2 separate regions of the Sus scrofa genome follow, and region 2 is linked to region 1. A link is a contact called in public Hi-C data. All regions are on one chromosome and are shown on one strand. The core of a region is the stretch at or near the end of the contact, and the rest is flanking DNA. Distances in the headings are between cores, read along the strand shown. Region 1 holds the start of DMRTA1 (doublesex- and mab-3-related transcription factor A1). Region 2 holds the start of MTAP (S-methyl-5'-thioadenosine phosphorylase).

Region 1 (5,264 bases), core at 944-3,443:
ATTTTGTTCTTAATGAATTTTGAAATTTCTTTATATATTGTGATACATCTTTTGTCAGATATACACATTACAACTGTTTTTTTCAGACTCTTGATAGTGTCTTTTGAAGAAGAAAAGTATTTAATTTTGATGAAGTACAATTTATCAACTTGCTCTTTTTATGGATCATACTTTGTACTAAGAAGTCTTTGCATAACTCACAGTTGCAAGGTGTTTTCTGGTGCTGTATGATTTTATGACTTCTATTTAGGTCTGTGATCCATTTTGAGTCAGTTTTTGTAAGTTGCATGAAATATGGGTCAAAGTTTTTTTTTTCATACATATTTTCAATTGTTCCAGCAAAATTTCTTGGGAAAAAATTATCCTTTCTCCACTGAATTGTCTCTGCCCCTTTGTCTAGAATTTGTTGTCTCTTTATGGGTCAATCTATATCTAAACTGTTTATTCTGTCATGTTGGTTGATTTTTCTATCTTTTTACCAATAATGCACAGTTTGATTATTATAACTTCATAATAATTCTTAAAATATTTTTAGCTCAGCAACTTTATCATTTTTTAAAGATGTTTTGGTTATTCCAGTTTCTTTCTTTGAATTTTCAAATGAATTTTATGGAGGATTTGACAATACCAAACAAAACTGGCTGTAATTTTGATTGAGGTTGGATAGATCTATAAATCAATATAGAAGAACTGTCTTCTTAACAGTGTTGAGTCTTCTCACACATGGAAATGTTATATCGCTCAGTTTATTTTTCTCATTTTAAATTTTTATCAGCAAAGTTTGTTTTCAGTCTTTCGCATATTTTATCATTTTTAATTTCCATAGACACACATTTTAGATAAATAGTTACTTTAATAATTATTTTACTGTTACACTTAGAATGGATAAGCAGTGAGGTCATACTCTATAGCACAGGGAACTATATTCTAGTCTCTTGGGACAGACCATGATGAAAGATAATATAAGACCGGGGAGTGTGTGTGTGTGTGTGTGTGTGTGTGTGTGTGTGTGTATGTATATATGAATATATACGTTTGTGTGTGTGTGTATATATATATATATATATATATATATATATGGCTGAGTCACTTTGCTGTACAGCAGAAGTTGGTACAACATTGTAAATCAGGATATAATTTAATTATAATAAAGAATTATTTTCACTTTTTTGGATGAAAGCCAATATCAGTTGCCATAATTGCAAGGTCACTTTGAAAATCAAATAAAAACAGAAAAATAGTGTTAAATTCCATGTAAACACTTTTACTTGCTGGGGCTTTATTTTTTTTAAAGAATAATTATTAAGGCTTAACAAATTATAATGTCATACATACTTCTCCTTTATGTAACTACGTCTTTAAAAATAAAAGAAAAAGAATTTGTTTTCTCACTAGGTAATTAACTGTATTCTAATGATCAATATAGCGCTGAAAACTAATTTATTATACATTGGATATGAGTTCCACAGTTAGAGAATAACTAGATTTTAGGTAAGAATGTCTTGAGCAAAGATATAATGATGTGAGAAAGTTTGGGTACTAGAGAATCTGCAGAGGTAAGGAATTCCTAGAGTGGCAGTACTAAATCTTGGATATATGTAATCTTCACCTTGAGAGTTTAAAAGAACTCAGAGCCAAAAGAATCTGAATACTTGGTTTGAAGTATTTAACTTTTAAAAGTTCTCTAGGTAGTTCCAATGCTTAGGAAGGATGAGAAACATCTATTATAGAATGTCACAATATCAGTATGCAAGGATGTGATGATGTGAAGTGAGCAGGCAGGAAAAAGCCTAGATTGATTAGCAGTGTCTGTCTTGGACATCAGTAGGTGGAATGGTAAAAATGTCATCATTGCTTGCCATCCTAGAACTAGAATGTTGGATTAGGCCTGTCGAGACAGTTGAATATTATCTCGAAAAACTGATAGAGGCCTGACTCTCCTTTCCGTTAAGAACAAACACTCGGGTATTTTCTGCCTCGAGTGGTCTTTTAAGAGTATAATCTTTTCCTACAATTAAAGGAATGTATATTTCAGGAGTACATTTAATGTAGTATGTTTTAAGAATGGTCTAGACAGCCCTCCCCAATACTTTACAATACAAACATGAAGTATTTTTGAAACAGTTTTTAATAAATTGCTACCTATAAATAATTACAGATAAATTCATAAAGCCTTTTTTGGGCAATAATGTTTCAAACTATAGTGATATATAGAATCCAAATTTGCATCTGTAATAAACAGGTCGAGTGAGAAGATTCTGAACGTGAATCAGTTCCCATAATTATTTATCCACTGTTTTGACACAGCCCTAATACCCATTTAAAATAAGGCAGATTTCAGGTGGGTAACATTTTTAGGTAGTTAAACTATGCTTTCTCACTAATATGCACCATCCTAAAGACTTCATGCGGGTAAAGGAAAGAAAAGAACTCCAAATCTTCCTACTTTCCTAGGAGAAGCAAGGAATCAGGAAAGGGGGATTTCAAATGTTTCTTAGTTTAAGAAGAACAGTAAGAGACTTGGGGGAGGGAGTGAAGATTATCTTACCAAAAATATAATTGAGGAATTCATGGGGAAGCCAGTGGGAGAAAAGGGCATTTTTCGTGTGTGTGTGTGTGTGTGTGTGTGTGTGTGTGTGTGTATTTACAGCCCATCCAGACAGTTTATTGTAACTCCCACTGCCCCTCCTTCCAGATGGTCTGGTCCTCACTCTCCGCCCTTGGCCCGCCCTCCCCAGGCTTCAGCCCCGGGCCAGTAGATCCGGTTGTCGGGGTAGTCTCTGCAGTCTCGCTTTCACCTGCTCCGAAGGCCCTCGGAATATGGGGGCATTAACTTAGTGCCCCGGGACTCTAAGAGCCTCAGTGGATATCTGCGCCTCTGAAAGTCTCTAGCTCTGTAAGCGGTTGTCCGAAACTCACCGCGGGCATTGTAGTCTCTTGGTGTGTAGGTGGGAGGAAGCGGGACCAAGGCCCGTTCTCGCTGGCCCCGCATTCCGGCAGAGTTAGCTGTGGATACGCACTCTTCTGTTGCGACCCCTCGCCAGACTTTTCTTAGAAATGGAGCAGTCACAGTGTGGCAGCAGAGACCTCAGCAGCAGCGGCCGACCCAGCCTGGCCCCGGGGCTGGTGGCAGCGGCACCTCATCCACAGTCTCCGATGTTACCAGTTCCCCCGGGGATACCCCTTCCTCCAACTTTCTTGCGGCCACCCAGCCTCTTTCTGCGGGCAGCAACAGCCGCCACCTCGGGAAGTGGAGGCTGCCCACAAGCTGCTGGACTGGAAAGGGGGGTGGGCGCCGTGGCCTGCAGCTACCCACGCACACCCAAGTGTGCGCGTTGTCGCAACCACGGTGTCGTGTCGGCCCTCAAGGGGCACAAGCGTTTCTGCCGCTGGCGGGACTGCGCGTGTGCTAAGTGCACCCTGATCGCTGAGCGCCAGCGAGTCATGGCTGCACAGGTGGCGCTGCGCAGGCAGCAGGCCCAGGAGGAGAGTGAGGCCCAGGGACTCCAAAGGCTTCTGTACTCTGGACCCTCGGGGCCCGGGGGTCAGACATCTGGAGGCAGCAGGAGAACGGAGAATCTCCAAACTGCGAGCAGCTCTGCGGTGGTGACTGCCCTGGGACTGAGTGCCTTGAGACAGGCTAGTGGTCTGGCGACCCCTGCTTGCAAGATTTTTCAGCAGGATTATACAGAAGGAAAACAAGGTGAGTAGGTCTTACATTTGCTCTTTGAAAAAGAAAAATGGTTGTTTTGGAGGGAAAAAGTGTTTGAAATAAGCAGCCATGCCCTGGAGGCCGGCAAAAAACGTTGTTTAAAAGAAGCACTTATTTAAATTCTTGGAAACTGCATCTGCAATATGAAAGTTAGGGTGTTAGAGACCTACAACATTCACCCAGAAGGGCTTTCTGTTTCCTTAAGTGATAGGATAAAGTAAAGAAAAAAATGAAGACTGCATGATCAGTTGAGCAACTCATGCTGGGAATACAGTGCAAGTTGCTATAACTTTATCTATGAGAGCCAGCATTGAGTGAAAAGCTTAGTGAGAGAAGCTGCGTTTTGAGCTCTCTCTGTAATCTCAGCTGTAAAACCAGAGTTAATCTGATTTTGCGTGGAAAACTTTGAGACAAACCAACTAGAAATGGGAAAGAGACTGAAATCTACCAAAGTCTATTTTTTACTCCCTTCCCTTAAAAAATTTAGCACTGAAAATGTCATTTTGGTATTCTTGGTGTAAATCCTAGACATGTTGTATCCTAGGAAATTATTTAATAATATAGTAAATTATTACTTAGAAAACGTCCCTGAATTTTTAATGTTACCACAGTATTTTAAAGACAACTTATTTTCTAGATAGTCTTATGCAATCAATATTTCATTACATTATATTGCATTCCGTAAGTACAATGTAATAACAAAAATTATCTTATGTATGAGTTACTGTGGAAAAGGAATTTTGATACCTTACATGTTCAGGAGGTCATATTATGTCAATCATATTTATAAATAAAATGGAATGGGAGACCAAGGCCAATCCATCTCCACTTCGTTAGATAAATTTTAATCTTTTATTTAAGTATGAAAATACTAGAGAGTCTGTGATTTGCAGCAGCAATACCTTTTCTTTTGTCATATATTTGATATAATGACAGCCTTTTAACCCTCAAAGTGTTGTATTGTAACAATTTAATTTTAAAATAAACTATGTACTTCTTCAGAATTTTTGGCAGATCCTTTAGAAAACATTAGGAGTATTAAAAATTGTGTTTACAAATCACCACTTTAGGCAATATTTGTTTTGTTACATTCATAAACTTTGTACAAAAAGAAAGCTTGACAGTAATATTCTGAGTACCCTATTGACAGTTTATTCTTTCTAATGGAAATAGAAATAAAGTATATCTATAGGAGGAAATGTAAACCAAAATAAAAAAAATTATTATTATTTTCCTGACGTTAGCCTTGCAAAGGGTTTTAAAGACATTCATGTTTTATTAATAGTCATATGTTCAACATGCTTGAGTAGAAAATCAGATTTTTGTATAAAAATATTTTTGAAAAATTTTCGTTAATATTGGAAAGGAGTTGTGATTTTAAGCAAATGACTTAATATTTTTACAAGACACTTTGAAGATATATACAGATTGCACTAATGAAAATAATATAGTTAATAATTTTCTTTTAGAGACAATTTGATTATAGATTCTTTTATTGATATTTCCTAGATATTTAAAAAGAAAGTCTATATTTCACAGAGGATTATGAAAA
Region 2 (5,264 bases), core at 918-3,417, 520 kb before region 1:
GTTAGTTCAAATCACCTATAGTAGGCCAATTTCATGCTTGTAATATTTGTATGCTTTTCTCTCATAATGCATAATGATGAAAACTGCTAGAGTTCCCTTGGGAGAAGGATCAAACTGTCCTGAACTACATGTCCATACACACGGAACAAAATAGTGCCTGACAATCAGCTGGTGGGTAGACACCTGGTTTCTTAGAAGAAATTAGGGAGTTCCTGTCGTGGCTCAGCAGAAATGAATCTGATTAATATCCATGAGGCCGGAGGTTTGATCCCCGGCCTCGCTCAGTGGGTTAAGGATCACAGTATTGCTGTGAGCTGTGGTGTAGGTCACAGATGTGGCTGGGGTCCCGCGTTGCTGTGGCTGTGGTGTAGGTCAGCAGCTGTAGCTTCTATTTGACCCCCAGCCTGGGAACTTCCATATGCTGTGGGTGTGGCCCTGAAAGACAAAAAACCAAACCAGACTTGAGACAATGTTCCCTTCACACACATCACATGTTCAAGAGCAGATGCTTGAGCCCTGACCTGCAACTTATAATAGAAAATTCCCGAAGTCCAGTTTTGCCGTTAAAAAGAAAATCACAGGCCCCAAAAGAACATCACTGTGCTAAAGCCCATGATACTAAACGCAGATTTAATACCTAATACCGTCCCCCAGATAGTCAGTTTGAAATTTTCCGATTAACACCAGAGAGGTGATCTGTCATATAAGTGCTCCTTATCCACCCTCCCTTCTCTTCTCCCCACTACAGAGGAAGAAAATGAAATCTGCATGATAAAATCCTTGCTCCCTCCTTCCCTCCAAAAAGATATTATCCCTGCCTGAACACAAACATTTCTTTTCTTTTTGCTAATAGCTCCCTTGCCCTATCCTATGAAAAAACACTTCCTGTGTAAAACCCTTCCAGAGCCCTTCTGGTTGCTAGCTGGTATGCTAGCAACTAGATTCAGGACGTGCCTAATAAAGCCTATCAGACATTCACATTTACTCAGTTGAATTTTGTTTTTAACCCTTGTATGTTTCCAACCCCTTTCCTGTCTAAAGGATCTTCTAATGCTTAAAGATTTAGCTAATTTACAGAGTCTAACTTTTGGCAGGGAAGTGGTATTGAGTAGAAACTGGACTTGCTGGTCACATCAAAGCACATAACTTGGTCAAGATCCTCTAATTGTGAAGCAGCCATAACACCCAAGGCATCTGTGTCCCTGCTATTGTTTCCCCCCCTCACCCCCCGGTGGTGGGCTCTCAAAAATAAGGCCATCAGCAGTCAGGTTTCTCAGAAACTACATTCATGAAGAATCCCCAGCCTCCTGCTCTTTCCAATCTTCTTCTTTAATTCTTCTCCATTTCATTTTATAGCTTAAAAGAAATAGAAAAAAAAAACTTTACGTTGCAAGAAAATTTAAATCTAGAATAATCAAAGTCTTTGCTTAAGGAAACAGTACATCGTGCCGCACCCAAACAGTGATGTTTTAAATGAAAACATACTTGTGTCTTGTTTCAGTGTTTTGCTGCTCCAGGGAAAGAGGAAAGTCCATTCCTTCACAGCCACCTTCCCATTCCCAGAGTAATTTGCAATATTTCCGTATCTCAGTACACTACTGTCACTCAGCATTTTGCTTAGTAGAATTTAATCCATCCAGGGAGTTCTGAGAGTAAGGGATTACGCCAGTGGAGGGTCAGTGTAAGGTGTGTGGGTCCTGGGGCGGGGGTTGACCACCCAGTGATCAGTGATGAAGACCTGAGTCTGGATTCTGAACGTAGGTATACTGGACTTTGCCCAGGGTGGGGAAGGTTAAGTATAGCCCTGGTGCTGTGGACCAGGTTGGGAGTTTGGAAGGTTTCATCCCCTTAAAAGCCTCCCCTCAAAGAGTTTGTAGGTCGAAAAGGTTACCCAGTAAGTAGCACTGACTCTGTTTCTTTTCGTCATCCCTAAGTCTTGGGTCAAGCCCACCCCTGCTCTATCCCCTACAAATTAAGGGAAAGGAGCAAACACCCACTTGGGTCCCGGTGGTAAGAGCCAACTGCACCCTGCCCCGCGTTAGCAACTGGAGGTGATATTCAGAAACAGCCTGTTCCCTCCCCTCCACGGTTTTTCTTTCCTGCAGAACTCGTGGAATGCAGATGGGCCTGGTTTTATAGAGATTAGCAGGCAGCTGATACTACACGGAGCCGGGAGTGCTACTTGTAGGGTTCTTGTGAAAGTTAACGGCGCTGATTAAAGTGCAAAGCGCAGTGTCTGGACAGCATGAGCGCTCAGTAAGAGGTCTCCATTATTATCACTATCATGAGCCTATTAGTTAAAATTGGGGATGGAAAAAAACAACGGAAAACCGGAAAGGTCTGCAAAAGGGGCTGGACGCGGGAATCTCCAAATGAGGAGGGGGGTGGCGGGGGAGAGCCCACATCAGCAGCCAATCCAGCTGTCCCGGGAAGGAAGAGGAGGAGCCAGAGCCGCCCCCGGGCCCTCGCTGCTCAGTCCCGCGCTGAGCTCCGGAACCCGCTCCGCTCCTGCAATCCCCGCAAGGCTACTGCTTCTTCCTCGCACAGACATGGCCTTAAGTGCCGCTGCTGCAGCCGTGAAGGTGAGATTAGCCGGCCCAGGGGCTGGAGTCCTCCCATCCTGGGTAACCGTGCCTGTAAACCGTGCGCCCCCGCCGCGGCGGGGAGGTTCTGGGGCCCGTTAACCCAGGGGCGGGGAGCCGGGGAGAGGAAATAATTGCAAAGGCGTCCCCCAACCTTTGATCTCTGCACCCACAGCGCGCAGGGCGTGGGCAGCCCCTTCCAAGAGGGGCAGCAGGCGGGCACTGCGTCCATCCCCGCCCAAACACCACTCCTTTTCGGGCAGATTTGTCTGCCTAAGGCTTGCGGGTGTGCCAGGTGGGTGAGTGCCTGCAACTGCCGGGACTTCCTGGTGCCCTGCCCAGGCTCAACACTTCCGCTCTAACCTGGCCCTTTGCCCGAAGCCCACGTGGGAGAGCTGCGTGCTTGCTCTTTTGTAAGCTTCCGGCTTTTTTTTTTTTTTTTTTTTTTTCCCTTCTTCTTCTAAACGTAGACCTCAGTTCAGAAGTCCCCACGACTTCCACCTCCCACCCCGCTGTGCAATGCTATGGGGACTCTGATACTTTTTTACGATACTGAAAAGAGAGTACGGAAGTACTGGTACTGGGCCACTCCCTGTTGGGAGGGCCCTGGCTTTGAATTGCTTTGTTGGCAACCTTGAAAGTTAGAGATCAGTTTCCTTGTGCCTCGGCTCTGAGATCTCCGTGTAAGGGATCATTGTGTGGAGGGAGCTTTGCCGGCGGAGGGCGCGAGTTCCGAAGATTGCAGCGAGTTTTCCTGGGGCTTTTAAACACTTCTTCCAGGTTGGTGCCTTGGGAAGAGAGAGAATTACAGTACACAAACATAAATTGATAATAAAACTTAAGGTCTCTTCTTGGCTGTTTATCATTGGTTAAGTACTCAGTTAACTTGTTTGGCTTTAGAAATTCTTGGCCGATGGGCTAGGAAGGTCCATCGCCTTCACATACTTCTCTTGATTCTGCCGCATCTGTATTCAGGTCTCCCTAGAGAAGGAAATCTGTGGTCAGGGTGTGGTCAGCCAGTGGTGATTAGTAGGCTCCTGGTGAGACACTTATGGGAGGGGGTGGGATGAGGAGAACTGCAGTCACACTTAGATACTAAATTCCTTTTGCCATTTTGCAAATAATCTTGCATTAGACAAATATTTGTAGAATGCTTATCAGTCATGGAGAAAAAAGCAGAATTTTTATGAGGCTCTTTTGCAAAAGTGAGTTCTTTAGGTGCCTGTCTATAAAATCGGAAATTTACTGCAGAGTTTGCTGGGACATTAGAATCCTATTGTCTGTCTAGGGCATGGATGAAACATTAAATGGTAGTGTTATAGGTGGGGGAGCTGAGATTAATCTTGAATATCTTCTCTCCAGCAATTAAATTATTATGGTAGGCCACAGCTTTCAGTGGGCAAGCAGGAAACTATTACCTTTCTCTTCCAGGAATACACTTAAAGTTACATTAAAAATAGAGAGGAGTGGTATTTAAAAGTGTCACTTTAATTTGGTTTGGCTTTCTGCCTGCCACACAGTTTCTCTTGTAAAATTAGTGCAGTGCATTTAAGTGCAGAATGGGAACTGTGATTAGAGCCCAGATGTAAATACTGAATTGTGTGTATTTTATTCTTGGCAAGCTGCTGAATATAACTTTTTTTTTTTTGTCTTTTTAGGGCCGCACCCAGGGCATACGGAGGTTCCCAGGCTATGGGCTGAATCAGAGCTGTAGCCTCTGGCTTATGCCACAGCCACAGCAATGCCAGATCCAAGCCGCATCTGTGACCTACACCATAGCTCTCAGCAATGCGGGATCCTTAACCCACTGATCGAGGCCAGGGATCCAACCTGCATCCTCATGGATACTAGTCAGATTCATTTCCGCTGAGCCAAGAGGGAACTCCAAGAATATAAAATTAATAGGTTCAAATAGTGCTAGGCCTGCCTGCTGATTTCTCTGAGGTTATTAGAAAGGTGACAACTTTGTTGCTGCAAATCCATGACTCCAACACCATCTCTCCCAGACTGCTGAGGCAACATCCTAGAGAGAAAACATGAGATGCTAGTGTTCAGAGCAAAATAAGTTAATGAAAATCATATCCTATCCCCAGATCATAGAATATACAGCTGGAACATTCCTTAGGACCATATATCCACATAAACCTCTCTTTGTGGAGATAAACCCGAGTCTCAGATAAGACCTAAGAAGTCCAGGATTATTCAGTTGAACCTAGACAGTGAGAGACTTGGTCTAGAGCCTGGCATTCCACCAACTAGATGTTGTGCGTCATTTCTGATATCCAACATGTGGTCCCTGTGCCATTTTATTCTGTTGCAAAAGAGGTCATGCATCCTTAAGCGAGAGGGAGTATGGAGTGTGTGCATAAAGCAAGCTGCCTCCCAGTGCCCACTGGACACTCTCCCACAGTATTAGTAAAAGCCATTGCCTGGGAGGACCTTGGGAAGACATCATCCTCCAGCAGCAGCCATGGGGAGGTGGTATTCTTGACCATGCAGAGGGCTGAAACAGTCTTTGGCATTCTGGAGGGCTTCTTTAATGGGCTGTGGCTCCTCTAGGCAGGTGCCCACCTTTTCCTCCAAGGGATTAAAAATAAGTCTTATTTACATGATTGCTAATGACAGGGAGGGATATGGTCCCACAGTAGGTGGGTAATGGACTATAAACAAAGAGGAGGGGGA

What was found. A called contact is a pair of places that touch in the nucleus more often than the background predicts.
Region 2: a contact with region 1 is called in a Hi-C map of brain, with 6 times the contacts expected there. The contact joins the promoter of MTAP here to the promoter of DMRTA1 in region 1. A contact is called at or near these places in 8 of 47 Hi-C or Micro-C datasets (adipocytes, brain, embryonic fibroblasts and 4 more).

What each region holds. Positions count from the first base shown.
Region 1 is chr1:200,411,833-200,417,096 of Sscrofa11.1, reverse strand. DMRTA1 (doublesex- and mab-3-related transcription factor A1) reads left to right here and starts at 2,193. Exons shown (of 2, transcript XM_003121880.4): 1 at 2,193-3,703. The coding sequence starts at 3,058.
Region 2 is chr1:200,931,292-200,936,555 of Sscrofa11.1, reverse strand. MTAP (S-methyl-5'-thioadenosine phosphorylase) reads left to right here and starts at 2,167. Exons shown (of 8, transcript XM_003121879.4): 1 at 2,167-2,582. The coding sequence starts at 2,310.